Regions from separate parts of the Mus musculus genome. Here all the other regions are linked to region 5. Evidence: chromatin contacts called from public Hi-C, HiChIP or PLAC-seq and Micro-C data. All regions are on one chromosome and are shown on one strand. The core of a region is the stretch at or near the end of the contact, and the rest is flanking DNA. Distances in the headings are between cores, read along the strand shown. Region 1 overlaps Mtus2 (microtubule associated tumor suppressor candidate 2). Region 2 overlaps Mtus2 (microtubule associated tumor suppressor candidate 2). Region 3 overlaps Mtus2 (microtubule associated tumor suppressor candidate 2). Region 4 holds the start of Flt1 (FMS-like tyrosine kinase 1). Region 5 holds the start of Mtus2 (microtubule associated tumor suppressor candidate 2).

What was found. Hi-C and Micro-C count contacts between places; a contact is called where the count stands out from the background. HiChIP or PLAC-seq counts read pairs in DNA pulled down with a chosen protein or histone mark.
Region 1: an H3K4me3 HiChIP or PLAC-seq map of embryonic forebrain shows a contact between it and region 5, with 3 times the contacts expected there. The contact joins the enhancer-like site here to the promoter of Mtus2 in region 5. A contact is called at or near these places in 3 of 39 promoter capture datasets (the 3T3-L1 cell line, cranial neural crest and liver), 2 of 484 Hi-C or Micro-C datasets (cortical neurons and nephron progenitors), 7 of 115 datasets of contacts at active chromatin or transcription factors (SST interneurons, embryonic forebrain, embryonic hindbrain and 4 more) and 1 of 9 other capture datasets (pancreatic islet).
Region 2: a contact with region 5 is called in a Hi-C map of embryonic stem cells, with 1.7 times the contacts expected there. The contact joins the enhancer-like site here to the promoter of Mtus2 in region 5. A contact is called at or near these places in 2 of 39 promoter capture datasets (the 3T3-L1 cell line and cranial neural crest), 6 of 484 Hi-C or Micro-C datasets (the HL-1 cell line, embryonic stem cells, muscle stem cells and 2 more), 10 of 115 datasets of contacts at active chromatin or transcription factors (SST interneurons, craniofacial prominence, embryonic forebrain and 5 more) and 1 of 9 other capture datasets (pancreatic islet).
Region 3: a Hi-C map of cerebral cortex shows a contact between it and region 5, with 2.4 times the contacts expected there. The contact joins the enhancer-like site here to the promoter of Mtus2 in region 5. A contact is called at or near these places in 7 of 39 promoter capture datasets (the 3T3-L1 cell line, embryonic stem cells, frontonasal cranial neural crest and 4 more), 1 of 484 Hi-C or Micro-C datasets (cerebral cortex), 13 of 115 datasets of contacts at active chromatin or transcription factors (SST interneurons, VIP interneurons, craniofacial prominence and 9 more) and 1 of 9 other capture datasets (embryonic stem cells).
Region 4: a contact with region 5 is called in a Micro-C map of embryonic stem cells, with 2.9 times the contacts expected there. The contact joins the promoter of Flt1 here to the promoter of Mtus2 in region 5. A contact is called at or near these places in 9 of 39 promoter capture datasets (the 3T3-L1 cell line, 3T3-L1-derived adipocytes, the HPC-7 cell line and 4 more), 7 of 484 Hi-C or Micro-C datasets (the G1E-ER4 cell line, Sertoli cells, cerebral cortex and 3 more), 1 of 115 datasets of contacts at active chromatin or transcription factors (pancreatic cancer cells) and 1 of 9 other capture datasets (liver).

The regions. Positions count from the first base shown.
Region 1 is chr5:148,152,236-148,154,935 of GRCm38.p6, forward strand. All of the region lies in intron 4 of Mtus2 (microtubule associated tumor suppressor candidate 2), which reads left to right. It overlaps Gm46928 (a long non-coding RNA gene), which reads left to right. Exons shown (of 2, transcript XR_001785022.1): 1 at 1-820; 2 at 1,437-2,700. Among named protein-coding and RNA genes, the nearest start is that of Gm46928, 3.6 kb to the left of the region's middle. Within about 2 kb of position 1,291, at least 6 of the 459 cell types and tissues checked have an H3K27ac peak or open chromatin away from gene starts, as enhancers often do. A contact at or near this core is called in embryonic forebrain, where this site is marked.
Region 2 is chr5:148,173,829-148,176,528 of GRCm38.p6, forward strand. All of the region lies in intron 4 of Mtus2 (microtubule associated tumor suppressor candidate 2), which reads left to right. Among named protein-coding and RNA genes, the nearest start is that of Gm46928, 25 kb to the left of the region's middle. Within about 2 kb of position 1,438, at least 14 of the 459 cell types and tissues checked have an H3K27ac peak or open chromatin away from gene starts, as enhancers often do. A contact at or near this core is called in embryonic stem cells, where this site is marked.
Region 3 is chr5:148,210,711-148,213,428 of GRCm38.p6, forward strand. All of the region lies in intron 5 of Mtus2 (microtubule associated tumor suppressor candidate 2), which reads left to right. Among named protein-coding and RNA genes, the nearest start is that of Gm46928, 62 kb to the left of the region's middle. Within about 2 kb of position 1,306, at least 6 of the 459 cell types and tissues checked have an H3K27ac peak or open chromatin away from gene starts, as enhancers often do. A contact at or near this core is called in SST interneurons and cerebral cortex, where this site is marked.
Region 4 is chr5:147,724,686-147,727,385 of GRCm38.p6, forward strand. Flt1 (FMS-like tyrosine kinase 1) reads right to left here and starts at 1,326. Exons shown (of 30, transcript NM_010228.4): 1 at 986-1,326. The coding sequence starts at 1,049.
Region 5 is chr5:147,956,054-147,958,753 of GRCm38.p6, forward strand. Mtus2 (microtubule associated tumor suppressor candidate 2) reads left to right here and starts at 1,267. Exons shown (of 15, transcript NM_001359503.1): 1 at 1,267-1,668.

The DNA of each region.
Region 1 (2,700 bases), core at 41-2,540, 200 kb after region 5:
TTCTCTTTATCTCCGAGATGATCAAGAAACCAATTCACTGAAGAACAAGAGAGAGGAGGGTCCTGTGGCGATTTGAACACTCCAGTTTACGCTTCCCCCCCCCCTTGAGAAATTCTTCACACCATTTAAGCCTCGACATTAAAAGGAAGAAAAAAGAAATCTAGCGAGCCGTCAGAACCAGATCCAGCCTGCATGCTCTTTTAGTGGTGCTAGTCACGGTTATTCATACTGAATTATACAATTCTAAAGTATTTTATGCCGTGCAAAAATCGTTGAGTATACACTGCAAAAAACATGTGATAAACCCGTAAGAGTCCAGCCAAACTGCATTCCACTTTGCAATCTAGAATTGCCCTCAATTTGCTTAATGAGTCTCTTGCTCTTTATTGATTAGAGACTTTAATTTGCCTTTCAGCACAGCTCAGACTGTTCACCTAACACCCACACAATCTGACGTGAGACAGGGATTTCCCCTTCACAGTATTATAGAACTTGACTGGTATAAATTGAATGGCTGGTTCCTTTGTCCCAGGGAGGCAAATGGTAATTATTTATGGCCAGGATTTTGTGAAAATTAAATTCCCAGAGATTTATGTTCTGCAAGGATTAACTCTTTGCAGTCAGTACGAAATGCCTTTGCCCAGTGAGCAATTTTCCAGCCCCTGAGTTGAAGCTCCTCCCCCATCGATCCCCCACCTCATACCCTTCCTCCCCTCCCCGCCCCCACACGGGCTCCTTGCTGACAACCATGCAGGCTCTTCACGCCTCAGTTCCAGTATTGGCCAGCAACACGTTCATTAATCAAATAGATAGCTTGACAGTAAGTATTTTAAGTCTTATATGTATAAGCCAGGTCTCAGAGTTATATTTTTGAGGCTCGCAATATATCACTGTTCCATTCTGTTGTAGAAAATTACAATCTGAAAACAACGTAAGAAAAGAATTCAACATTATCTGTGTATTGCAAACCTAAAGTTTATATTATCTGAATACAGAAAACCTCCGGTCTGCATTCATTTTTTAAATAATAAGAGGTGTACTGTGTGGGACGGCAGCGGGGGGCTCTCACTTTTGGAATGTGTGGGCTAATGGGTAGAGAAACATAAATATTTATGGGTGATTATAAAGAAAAAGGTTTGATTTCATTTGCCCCCCGGGGAGGTGGAATTGTTCCTCCATCCATAATTACAGTCATTTTCCGTCTGAAGCTTCTCTATGCACAAATAGAGAGGAAAATAGGCTCACTCCGTTGTAGTAGCCGTAAGACAACACATGCTGCCATTCAAATCTTTGCTTCAGGCTGGTCACAAAGGGATCATCGGTGCTCCGTGTAAACTGGGGGTGCGTGGCATTAGACGGCTGTGTTATCTCTGGCGTTTCTGTTGATTGTTGGATGTATTGGACTCACTAATGATTGCCTATGTGTGAAACAATAGGTCCCACGGATAAAACTGAGCTTTTGCCTGTGAGCATCTGGCAAACAGCTACTGCCTGGAAACTCGCAGTCACATATCTGTGGCCTCAGTGATATATTTCATTTTTGTTGTCAATGAAACAGAAGTTGACTCATTTCTTCCTGTGGAATGGAAGCATCTCGTTTAAATATCACCTGTATTTCAATCTACGTTATTGAAGCATTACAGCTGTCCCCAAGGCGCTGAGGTCACCAGCCACAGGCAGTTGCATGTTCTTTCTGTGTCTTGAATGGATTTGAAATGGACAGAAGCATGAAAAAGAAGCAGAATTTCCTGTAACTGAGCTTACCTTGGTCACTGGTCATTCCTGTTGATGGCAAAGGATGAGACGTCTCCCCTTCAAGGAAGCCCAGTGATTGGCGGGTTGAAAATATTTTCTTCGGGGAATTATTCAATGACATTGACAGTTTCCTATCATTTCGATGCAGACTTCAAAGGCCCTGAATGTGTCATTGCCTCTAGTGGGGATGCTTGGCTCTCCCCTTCCTCTAGGTCCCTCTTCCTCTAACACTTGGCTCCATGGAGGCCTTTGTAGCTTGATGATGGGAGCTATGGTACCCACTCCTGTTCTTCCTCCTACTGCTTGGTAGGCTGTCAGCCTTTCTCGTCACAGAGCCCCATCATGGAGACCTCTGTTCTCTTTCCTGCCTGGTGGCACCCGGTGCTACTCCCATGGCATATCTTAGTGTCTTAGTCCACTGGAGCGGTGTCTGTAACAGAATACCTTAAGCTAATTAACTTATTAAAAAAAAGAAATGCATTACTTATGTTTCCAAAATCTGTACACTCTTAGTTCTTATAGAATCACTTGAGAAGAAGGACCCTCAGCTGAGGTCTTGCTTCTGACAGATTGGCAGGTGGGCATGTCTGTAGTATACAGAAAGGCATGCATATACATGCACACCAAGACACAGATGCATGTGCACATGCACATAAATGCTTGCTTGCCAAACTTTAAAACTTGGATGATTTTATAATTATCAGGGAAAATCTGAACATATATTTGTTTTATAGTGTTACTCCATACTTTAAAAAAAAAAACAAATCCTGCAGGTTTTCATAGACTTCCAATTTATTTCTCTGTTAACTATTTAGCAAAGCGAGTCCCTTTTATCTTAAAGTAGCTGTAGGAATTTTCCCCCAGACTTAGAAGTTTTATGGATGGGTTATAAATAAACTCTCTGAAAAACTAGTAACAGTTGCTGTGTTCTTAAGTCACTGCTAC
Region 2 (2,700 bases), core at 188-2,687, 220 kb after region 5:
AGCTAAAGGGATCTGCAACTCTATAGGTGGAACAACATTATGAACTAACCAGCACCCCGGAGCTCTTGACTCTAGCTGCATATGTATTAAAAGATGGCCTAGTCGGCCATCACTGGAAAGAGAGGCCCATTGGACACGCAAACTTTATATGCCCCAGTACAGGGGAATGTCAGGGCCAAAAAGGGGAAGTGGGTGGGTAGGGGAGTGGGGGTGGGTGGGTATGGGGGACTTTTGGTATAGCATTGGAAATGTAAATGAGCTAAATACCTAATAAAAAATGGGAAAAAAAAAAAGAAGTAACCAAAAAAAAAAAAAAAAAAGAGGTGGGATTTTAGGGGTTCAGTTTGCCCTGGTTCCCTCCTGTACACCCCCTTTCTTTCTCTACCTCATACTTCCTAAGAAGAAAAGACCCTGCTCTGCCACAGACTCCCACCCTGTGTCAAGCCACACAAAGCTAACAGGCAGCCATGAACCAAATCTTCTAAAATCACAAAGTGAATTCTCCTCCCTGACACTGTTTCTGTCGGATATATTGATCACAGTGATACAAAGTGACTGATACATTTCTGATGTTCCTATTTCAGTAGCTAGGCAGGCTTTAGTGGATTGCTCCTCCTGAGGTGACACCTAGGAGCAGGCCTAGGCACTGCTCTGTGACTTTCACTGTGAATGAATCCCCAGCAGCAGAGTCAAAACCACAAACTGAATCCTCCTGAAGTTAACACAAAGGCATCCCTGTTGTACCCCTAAGATTTTGTCATTCATATATAATTGCCTTCCCCCACCCCTGAGCTGGTTTCTGTGGGGTTTTCTACTCCATATGCTGCGATTCTCGGAGGCTTCATGTCTTTCTCTTGGGTTTATAGAGTTAAAATGTCCTCAAGGACCCCCGTCCTCTGAAGAGGCAGGGAGGGTCAGAGACCCTGCTGTCTTTTTGATGAGCAGGTGGGAAGGACAGCTTCCAAGTCCCTTGTAAAGTGATCTGGAAGAAGTTTCCTATTTAGTGTTGATTTAGAGTGACTTTGTGTCCCTGAGCCATTGCCTCCTGAGGATTTTAATGTGTTTGTTAATTGTACGAAGTCCAGGCTTTGAAATGGCATCCCTGTAGGTGTGCACAACTCACCTTGATCTTCCTCACTACCTCTCATCCCCACTCTTCCTCTTTCCCATCTGTCTGTACTTTCCTACTTTGTTTTTTTTTTTTTTTTTTTTTTTTTGGTGTTGTTTTTTTGTTGTTGTTGTTGGTTTTTTTTTGTTTTTTGTTTTGTTTGTTTGTTTTGTCTTCATCCTAACTCTGCATACAAGAGAAAGCATGCCACACTTTTCTCTCTGAGGAAATAGTTTCTCTCTTCAGCTTCTTCCGGAGCTGCCTCTGCTGCCCGCTGGGACCTTCCAAGACCTCTGCACTCTGTGGATTTGTCTGCCTCCCACTCTGTAATGTCATGGCATTTGCTCCCTGGTGGCCTGACCTCTTCCTCTATTCCGCATAACCCCCACCATCCCAGCATTTATTCTCCAAGACAGCCTTTGGAAGAAAAAAAAAAGTTTTTCAAGATCACTTCCCCAGGAAGTAGGAATTATCACTTCTGAAAGTGGGTCTCCCAGACATTTCCCGTTAGCTAGTTAGTTTTTCAAAGTTATTTTTTTCTGCTCACTTACAACCTAGTCAAGCCCCCGTGCTTACTCACATCTTAACATGGTTTTAGCTGAACGATTGCTGTTTATCCTATGTTCTTGCCATGGTTCTTGGACTTTTAGGGTGTATTATTTACAAAGAATCATTTTCCATCATTTCTAACACTAAAGATTTCCATTGGTTTTCTTATTTTACTTAAGTTTGAAATGAGTAATACTAGCATTCATAGCTAGTATAAATGACTTATTTGGGGCTTTGTTTGGGAATGCATTACACACACACACACACACACACACACACACACACACACACAGCACAAAAGGTAGGTTGGCAAGAATGAGGCGAGAGGAACCCCAGAGCAGTGGTTGTTATTATGTAAATTAGCTCATTTGTTATGTAAAATAGTGTGTAAATACACCAGCAATTAGAAATAAAAGGACCATATTGTGAGCTAACCTTGGTTGTCAGTTTGACTGCATCTCAAATCAACTAAAACCCAAGCCACTGAGCCCTCCTGTGAGGGATTTTCTTGATCAGATTTTTTTTAACCTGCACGATCCTCCCTAGTGAAGGCAGCACTGTCTTGGGGGCAGGCAGCCAGAACAAAAGGACTTGGGAGTAAGACTTTGTGCCTTTGGCCAGCTTCCCTCACCCTTCCTGGGAAGTTCATCTTTCCTGCAGCGCTGGTATTAGAACCCTGTTCTTCAGGTAGGCTGAAGCCCCACAACCATCCAGGAGCCTCCCTTCCCCCTCCCCCTCCCCCACCCTGGGGGTTCAGCCCCAGACTGAATGCAGAGACATTCAGCCTCCTGGGCTTAGGAACTACTGGGTTCCTAGCCTCTCACAGGTGAGACAGCTGTGTTTGAGCCACTCAGAACACATCTTGTGAGCCAGTCTAATAAACCCCATATGTGTTTACATATACATTCAATCTCGCTGTTCTCTTCCTACTGAGAGTCCTGAATTCAATCCAGCAATCCAACACTGGAACCTCTACTCCCAGTGAAAAAGTATAATGTAAAAACAAAATTCTAGGCCTTTAGGCCCAGGCTTGAGAATATGAC
Region 3 (2,718 bases), core at 56-2,555, 250 kb after region 5:
GCTTTTCTTTATCCCAAATCCTTTGCCATCAATAGGAAAGCCAGACTACCCCTGGCTACTAAGGAATAGCCATTGAAAGAAAGAGCATCCTGACTCCCTGCTGAGTCTCCCCCTGAGGACTCTGGAAAAGGAGATGGTGAGCTTAGAAGTTACTGGAGACTTCCCATGACTGCTCAGCGAGGAGCACCAGCTCCCCAGACTGCACAGGAGGCATCCCTGGCCCTTTCCCATAGTTCAGGGTCAGTAGGAGCTGAACCTCTCCAGCTCTCTAGCACCGTGAGGAAATGTGCTTTTTATAAACCAATAAAAACAAATAACAAAACAGAGACCCACAGGGCTTGTGACACAGCCCACAGCAACCTCCACCATTCCCTCTATACTCCCTTCTTCACAAATGGTGACTGTGCCAGTCTTGCTCTGTGAGTCCCCTGTCCTCCTCCGGGACCAGAAGCAAATGGCAGGCCTTGTCACAAAACACCTAGGGGATCATTTGCAAGGATGGCCACATCTACTCAGCAACGTCCTTGAATGGGGCTGCTGAGCTCTGTGGCTGATTTGCAAGAGACATAATTGTTTTTAAAGATTAATTTTTCTTTTATGTTGGGTGTATTGCCAGCGTGTATGTCTTTGTGCCACAGACGTGTGTATGCATGTGTATCCCATGCAAGGCCCACAGAAGAGGACACTGGATCCTCTGGAACTGGAGTTAGAGATCACCGTGAGCTGCAGTGGATGCTGGGAACTGAACCTGTGTCCTCTGTGAGAGTAAAAACACTCATAACTGCGGACCCCTCTTAGCCTCTCTCCAGCCCTGAGACAGAACTTTTTTTTTAGACTCAGATACAGCAGATCATGCCTGCATTCAAGGGGCCAAGGCAGAAAGATCTTAAATTCTAGTCCAGTCTGGGCTATGTAGGGAGATCCTGTCTCAAAGGACAAAACAACCAAACAAAAATAAGACACATTGTCCACATTCTCCCACCATTGACTCGAGAGATGGGCTGGGTGCCTTAGACATCATCGAGACCTCATTACTGTGGATGAGGCTGAGGTCCCACAACATTCAGTGTGTGGACCCCCCCAACTGTGGCCCTTGGGGACCTTCACATTGTCGGCTCCCCATCATTTCAAGCCACAAAACTGAGAGCACATCGGCCTCTCTACCTCCCCAGGCTGGGTGAGACAACAGGTTTCTCCAGGTTAGGGCAAGCTGCGCGCTGCCTTGTGAGCTAAGCGGGGTGAGGTGGGGCTGCACATGAGCAGTGGCCTTGCTTACATAGATGCTCAGCTGGGACTAGGAGGAGCTCACCAGATACATCACAGAAAAAGAGGGTGAGAAATGCAGATGAGCAGTCAAAATAAGGCATGGGTTAGCAAGAAGAAGAAGAAAAAAAAAAACACCCTCAAGTGTGATTTAAATATATTCATAGCTTGCTTTTCCAAGTCTGGTAGACCTTTGCAAATTTCACAGTGACTGTAGATAAGAGCAGAGAGAGACAAAGTGGAATTTTTCACTTGGTCTTCAGTGGCACAGCTCCGCATGTCTAAGTGAATTAACACCAAGTTTCCCCGCTTGTTCTGTTGTCACACTGATTGAGCCACAAAGGGCAGGCCTGCAGACTGGTCATGTCCTGGACGGTCACATGGTTTGGGCTCTGAAGCTGGCGTAAGGTCTTCGATGGTGTGAATCCTTAAGTGCTCTAACCCCTCTGGAGGAAATGTCTCCTCTCTTCCTCTCTTCCTCCTTCTCTGCCTCCTCCTCCCGGACTTCTTCTCTTCCTTTTCCTCCTCATCGCCTCCTCTCGCTCCTCCTCTACTTTCTCTTCCTCCTCTCTTCCATCTTCTGTCTCCTCTTCTTCCTCTTCCTCCACATCTTCTCCTCTTCCTGTCTTTCTTCTTTCTTTGTTTTATAGAATGCAGGCCATTACACTGAGACTTTTCCTGGTCTTCTCAATAAGCCACATGCCGGCTCTGGCAACATTTCTGAACTTGACAGGGCCAAGCTGACAGTGGCTGAGGTTTCCTGCCTCAGTGCCACCTGCTTGATGCCTTTTCCGGCAACAGGATGGACCTTCGGAGTGCTGGGCTGTGTCCTCTAACTGGATTTCTAATGGGAGGGTTTCATGGATAATTCTTTCTTGCTGGCTCATTCTTTTGACAAGCACCTGATATACCCACGATTTAGATGCAAGGAGAGTTAGAACAGCCCTTCCCTTAGGAACTCCCAGGAAGGTACATGGATTTATGACTTACTAACTAGGGTGAAAGCAAGAGGCCCCTAATCTTATATCTGGGTTCTAGTTAATTCTAGGAAGCCAAAAGTCATGGGGAATTGGAGGTAGGCAAAAAGTCTTGCCCTTTATTGATGATTTATTTAATCGTGTGTGTGTGTGTGTGTGTGTGTGTGTGTGTGTGTGTGTGTGTGTGTTGCTTGTTCAATCACTAAGTATCGGTTGTCTGCTTTCTAAGTCCTGAAATGATCCAGCGTAGTCTGCAGGCCAGGGCAGTGTGACCCAGGCAGGCCAGGACTCTATGGCAAGGGCATTGGGCTATACATCCAAGGAGCAAAAGGAGAGAAATGAAGATGCTGGGCTCAGTGCTTCCCGACTGCAAAGCAGACAGAAAAGCAAATTGAGAAACAACAGCCTTCTCTTCATCAAAAGAGAAGCCTGACTCCCTGTCACAAATGCTGAAGATCAAAATTCTGAGAATTAACAA
Region 4 (2,700 bases), core at 76-2,575, 230 kb before region 5:
CCCGCCTGCAGACCTGGAGTTAGAGTTCCCGAGGTCCCTCCAGCTTTTTGACCCTTGGATGACGACGGTCTCCACATTAAATGCTCCTAAAATCTGCCGGCCCCTGATCGGTCGCCCCCCCCCCCCCGCCCCGCGCTTTTCATATCCTAGAGAACGCTGATTTAGGAGGTCGCAAACTTCACCTACTACTTAAACCACAGCTTTCAGTCTAAATTGTCAGGTGGTTTTGTTTTTTTGTTTTTTCTTCTAGATTCATAACCTAAAGGTAGGGCTTAAAATTCCAAAACTTGCTGCCGGGTCGCTTTGGGTCACTCACTCACTCCGAGGACCTGGACCGCACACCCGCCCCACACCGCGGAGGCCCCACCCGGGAGACGGCGCTCCGCGAACTGCTGGGAAGAAACCCTGCAGACTGTGCGTTCCCCAGCTTCCTCCGGACGGACCCAAGCGGGTACGGGAGTCAGAGCTGGCCCTTCTCTGGGCTCCATCTGCTCGCCGCGGGCACGGGACCCCTCCCAATTTCGTCCTCCTTTGCTCTGGTGGAGCGAGCTCATCGCTAACGACCCCACCTCTGTCCAGCCCCGGGCAGCCTCTCTGACATCTAGCTTGCTCCAACTAGCCCTTGAGGACTCTGCTGCAGCCTAGGAGCAGGCTCTGGATGCTGAAAGGTCCACCCGTGTGGTGATCTGCACTCCCAGAGTCTAAGGAGTGAGCGCCTACCCGGGAACCCGGTAGGGGACTAGCGGCTCCGGCTACACCCGGCAGGCACTCTGGCTCTGACCCCAGCGTGGAGCTAAGGAGAGTCTAAGCGGTGATGCCAACTTCCAGCGGCGCCCACTTGGGGGGTGGAGGGGAAGACGTGTGTCCCGAGGCGTACCCGCTGCTACAAGTGTCCCCGGCTCCCGCCGGAGCTCGCTTCCCCCGGACCACCCCGTGGCTGCCCATCCCCGCCGAACTCCAACTCATGGTCCCTGGCGCGCCTCACCTGTGAGAAGCAGACACCCGAGCAGCGCGTAAGGCAAGACCGCGGTGTCCCAGCAGCTGACCATGGTGAGCAAGACGCGGCCTGTTGGCCCGGTGCCCGCGCTCTCCGAGGCCGACGGCGCAGCCGCTCGAGCCGGTCCCCTCCTGCTTCTGCTTGGCGCCGCGAGAGCCCTTCTCCGCGCCTGCAGCCGAGGGGGGTGGTGTGGGGGGATCCTCGCCGTCCCGCGTCCGCTAGCCGCTGCGCTTGAGTCCCGGAGCCCGCTCCGAGCAGCAGCCACCACCACTAGCACTACCTCCCGGGAGTGTCCGCCACCGCGCTCCGAGCCTCTCAAGGACCTCGCTGAAGTGCAGCCGAGGGCGGGGGCGATTTATAACCTTTCCCCAGCCCACTTCCTACCCCGGCACCTCCTTCCAGTGACGTCAAGGGGTCCCCCACCCCTCATCCGCCTCCCCACCTACCCTCTTCTTCCTCCCGGAGGGGCGGGGGCCGGCGAGGGCGGGTAGCCCGGGGGCCAGAGCGCGCGTGCGGTGGCGCTAGGCGCGCGGGTCGCCGGACAGGTTCGCAGGTTCAGGGTCCTTGCTCTGTGCTCTGCTGCCCCAGCCCCTCCTGCCCATCGCTCTCAGGAAATCCTTACCCAGCTCCCTCCACCGAGCTTACTCAGCTCTGGTGACCGCCCGAAACTGAGGAGGGGACCGTCTAAGTGCACCGCCCTGCCCCCGGGGCGGGAAGTCTTATCCTAGGGAAGCTGGCCGCGCCTCCCGCGACGGTGTCCCTGGCACCGAGGAACGAGGCGCAGTCGAGCCCTCTCCCGAGCGGTCCCGCCGGTCCCTGACCCCGCCAGACTGTTGCCAGACAGCGAAGGAAGGCGCCAGAGACCCTCCGCTTAAGGCACTTGGACCCGGAGCGTCCGAGGGAACCGGACGCCTTGCCAGGCACCTTCGGAAAGAGCGCGGGGCCGCGCGGGTCCCAAGGGAGGGAGTCTGTGTCTTTTTCGGCTGCATTAATGCACCCGCCCAAGCCATTTCCTCAACCCTCTGCTTCCTAGAAGCAAAACAAGGAATAACATGTTACCTTAAAAAAAAAAAAAAAAAAAAAAAAAAAAGCCAAGGCGTGAGACACGCTCCTGCAACTTGTAAGGGCCAAGAACTTGAACTCTAGGTCTGAAACGCTGGATGGAAAACAAATCTTTTTGGTGGAAGCCGGCTAGCCAAGATGACTGACTCGAATGTTCTTGGAACAAAAAACGGGTGAAATTAACTTGAGACACTAGATCATTTACGATGACACTAATTCCACGTTGTTCCTCAATTATGCATCCATTAACTGGAAGGCTGAAGTCGTCCCGGCCTCCCCGGAGCAGCCCAGTCTTGTCCCTGTAAATACTGCAGGTTTGAAAAATAGCCTCAATAGAACCTGCCAGATACCCGTGATAAAATGGCTCCTAAATGGGACCAGAGGCTTTTCCTGAAGGACTAGACTAAACCTCCGGTAGGGAAGGTTGCGCAACCTGAGTTGCCTCATTCCTAAGAGAGTCTGGGCCACCACCACCCGCAGCTCTACTAGGGCACCGGGAGCCTCTGAGCCAGGGCAAGTGAGATTCCTTTTCTCCTTCATGGTCTAGCAGAAGGGAAAGACCGCTGTGAGCCTAAGCTCACCTGCGGACTTCCCCAGCCAATTCTGATTTCTCTACAAGCTTCCACTAGGGTCAGTATTCC
Region 5 (2,700 bases), core at 17-2,516:
GAAGATGGTCAGGTCTGCCTGTGGGATGGGGGTGGGGGTGGGATGAGTCCCTGGAGGAGTGGGAGTGGCCCGAGGAAGGAGCTGTAGCGCCAGGACCTCATTCCTTGCACCTGGGAGGCATGGGCTTCACAGAGCACCCAAATAGGAAAGTGAATGGCACAAAGGAGGCTTTACTATCTTTCTAGGTTTAAGTCAGGCTGGGGTTTGTGAGTTAGGGGAAGGGAGGGGCGAAGGCTTAAATGAAATGAGCTTAAAGTTTGATTTAGATTGGACTGGACTTTGTAATAACAGCCAGTCAGACCGCTTGTTAACACCCGAAGGTGACAGGAAAAGCGATAAAACGTGCCCTAGATTCCTCCAGAAGAAATGGGAGGCCACATAGAATAATGTAAAAAGACAGCCGTGTGAAAAGTGCTCTTTCATGATTTCCCTTCACAATATAGACCAGTTAGTACAAAAATTCAGCTGGTATAAAATGTTGCTCGGCACAGCAATGCTGGGGTGGGGGAGGGAGCCCATTTTCCCCACACTCCCGACCCCCAAGAGAAAGCGAGCAAGCACATCAGTAAGCCAGCATCTCATTGTCTTCTCTGTCAGTCTGTCCCAAATCTTGTGAGCCAGAGGCTGGAGAAGCCCCCCGGCTGTCTTCAGGCTTCCCAGGTGCGCTGCTTTCAGGCGACCTGGAAGGGCTACTGAGAAGTCCTGCGTTCATGTTTACTTCTGAGGAACGTTGTGAACTACGAAGCAGACAAGCTTGCGTTGAGACAAGAGTCTTTCAAGTGGGTAGCCGGCTATGCATTACCCCTAGATTTGGAGGCAGAGGCAAGAGGATATCTGTGAGTCTCAAGTGAGATCCTGCCTCAAACACCCCAACTCCCCCACCCCCACCCCCGCCAAACCCGCACACAATCACACACAAAACCCTTACAGAGACTTCTTTAGTCTCCTGTCCATCAGCCCCGCTACATCCCTTGCGAGTTCACCCGCTGGACCCCAATTCTTCCTGCTGCACGCAATTAAAAGAGGCTCTCTCTTCCGATTGGACCACAGCACATCCCACTCGTGGGAGTCAGGAGTCTAGGTCAGCGACCTCAGGCTGCTTCTCCTTTCTCTGGGGTCTGAGGCTGGATGCTCCGGACCACTGTGGTCCCGTGAGCTGCCGGGTCGTGTCGGGCCAGCAGAGGGCGCTCGGCTCCCCCCACGGGGCTCCGGACGAGAGGAGGCGCCGGGGCTCGCGAGCATCTCCGGGCGGCCGGGAGGGGGTGCGCGCCTCGGGCCGCTGCAGCCCGGCTTCTGTCACCGCGGACGGCACCTCACTGGAGGGTGGGCGGGAGCGGCGTCTTTGTCCGGCGAGGCGTCCTCAGCCCGGGCCATCCCTGTGATCAGAGCCCGGCGGCTTGGGCGGTGCCCAGTGGTGAAGTGCGCGGGCGGAGGGCTGGCTGCGGCCACGGCCCCAGGTACCCCGGTGCCCTAAGCTCGCCACCTGCGCCACCTCAGCCCGCGCTCTGTCAAGTTGCAGAAGACCCGGGTGGGTCAGGAGTCTGGACGCGTGGGCGCGTTGCAAACTCCAGCTGCGAAGGAGCTGCGTGCGGAGGTAGCCCGGCCCGGGATGCTCCCGGAGGCTGCTCTGGTCTCTCTGCACATCCTTCTTGGCTCCTCCAGACCCAGGTGAGCGACTGCTGTCCGCGCGTCCCGATCCGGCTGGAGACAGGTGCAGAGCGGGGCGGAGGCGGTGCCTTTTGCTGGCTTCTCTGGCATCAGAGAGCCCGCTCCCCGCTGCCCACATCTTCTGCTCCGCCGGAGAGAGGCTGCAACCCACTCGCACCTTCCGGGGATGTCAGGTTGAGCACGGTGTTTCAGAGGCGACAGCGGGTTAGCCTAAGCGAGCTCCCACCCCTCTCCACCCCCAGCTCGGGATAATTCGGTCCGTGTCTTCGTCTTAATTTAGCACCGATGTGTTATTTCCTTGGAGCCCTAGAATGGTAAGGCTTGCTCCATCCATTTTTCAACCCCCTTCATTCTGAGTCTGTGCAGGGAAAGGCTTGCAAGTGATGTTACTACCGTTCTATTTTAAATACAAACACCCAGAGAAGTACGCTTGGCGGCGTGCCAGAGGCGCCTGCACTCTTTTGTTATGTAAGTGCTTCACAGGAATATTTGCTGGTTGGTAAAGTTAGGAGCGGTTACCAGAGAACGTAAGAGCGCAGGAAGTCAGAGCCATAATTTCTGTCTTAGCTCAAAACTTTCCTTCAGGATAAGCATGAGATGGTTTTGGTATCATTTAAAGGCGACAGGAGGTCCTTTCAAAAGAAAAATTCATACCGTAGACTCTCAAGCGTTAAGACACAAAACAGGCTTTTTTTTTTTTTTTAAGTCTGTTATGAAAACCAGTGGGACGTCTCTGACAATAAATAGGTGGGAAGTGACTTAAAGAAATAGATCCCTGTCACATAGCCGTTTTGGCTTTTAAGTTGTTAGGTAGTTGTATTTTGCTGTCACGTGGACATAGCTAATCGTGTGTTGACAGTTATTAAAGATCTCTGCTCACACGTACCGTAATTTTTCAGGTACAAAGATGAGAGTGGAAAACATCAGATACGCATCTTGTTCTTACTGGTTTCTGGTGATGGCATTTGTTATGTGTGTGGCTCATGTGGAGTCAGGGTTGTGACTGTTGGTGGGCATCGTTTCGTGCTTCGT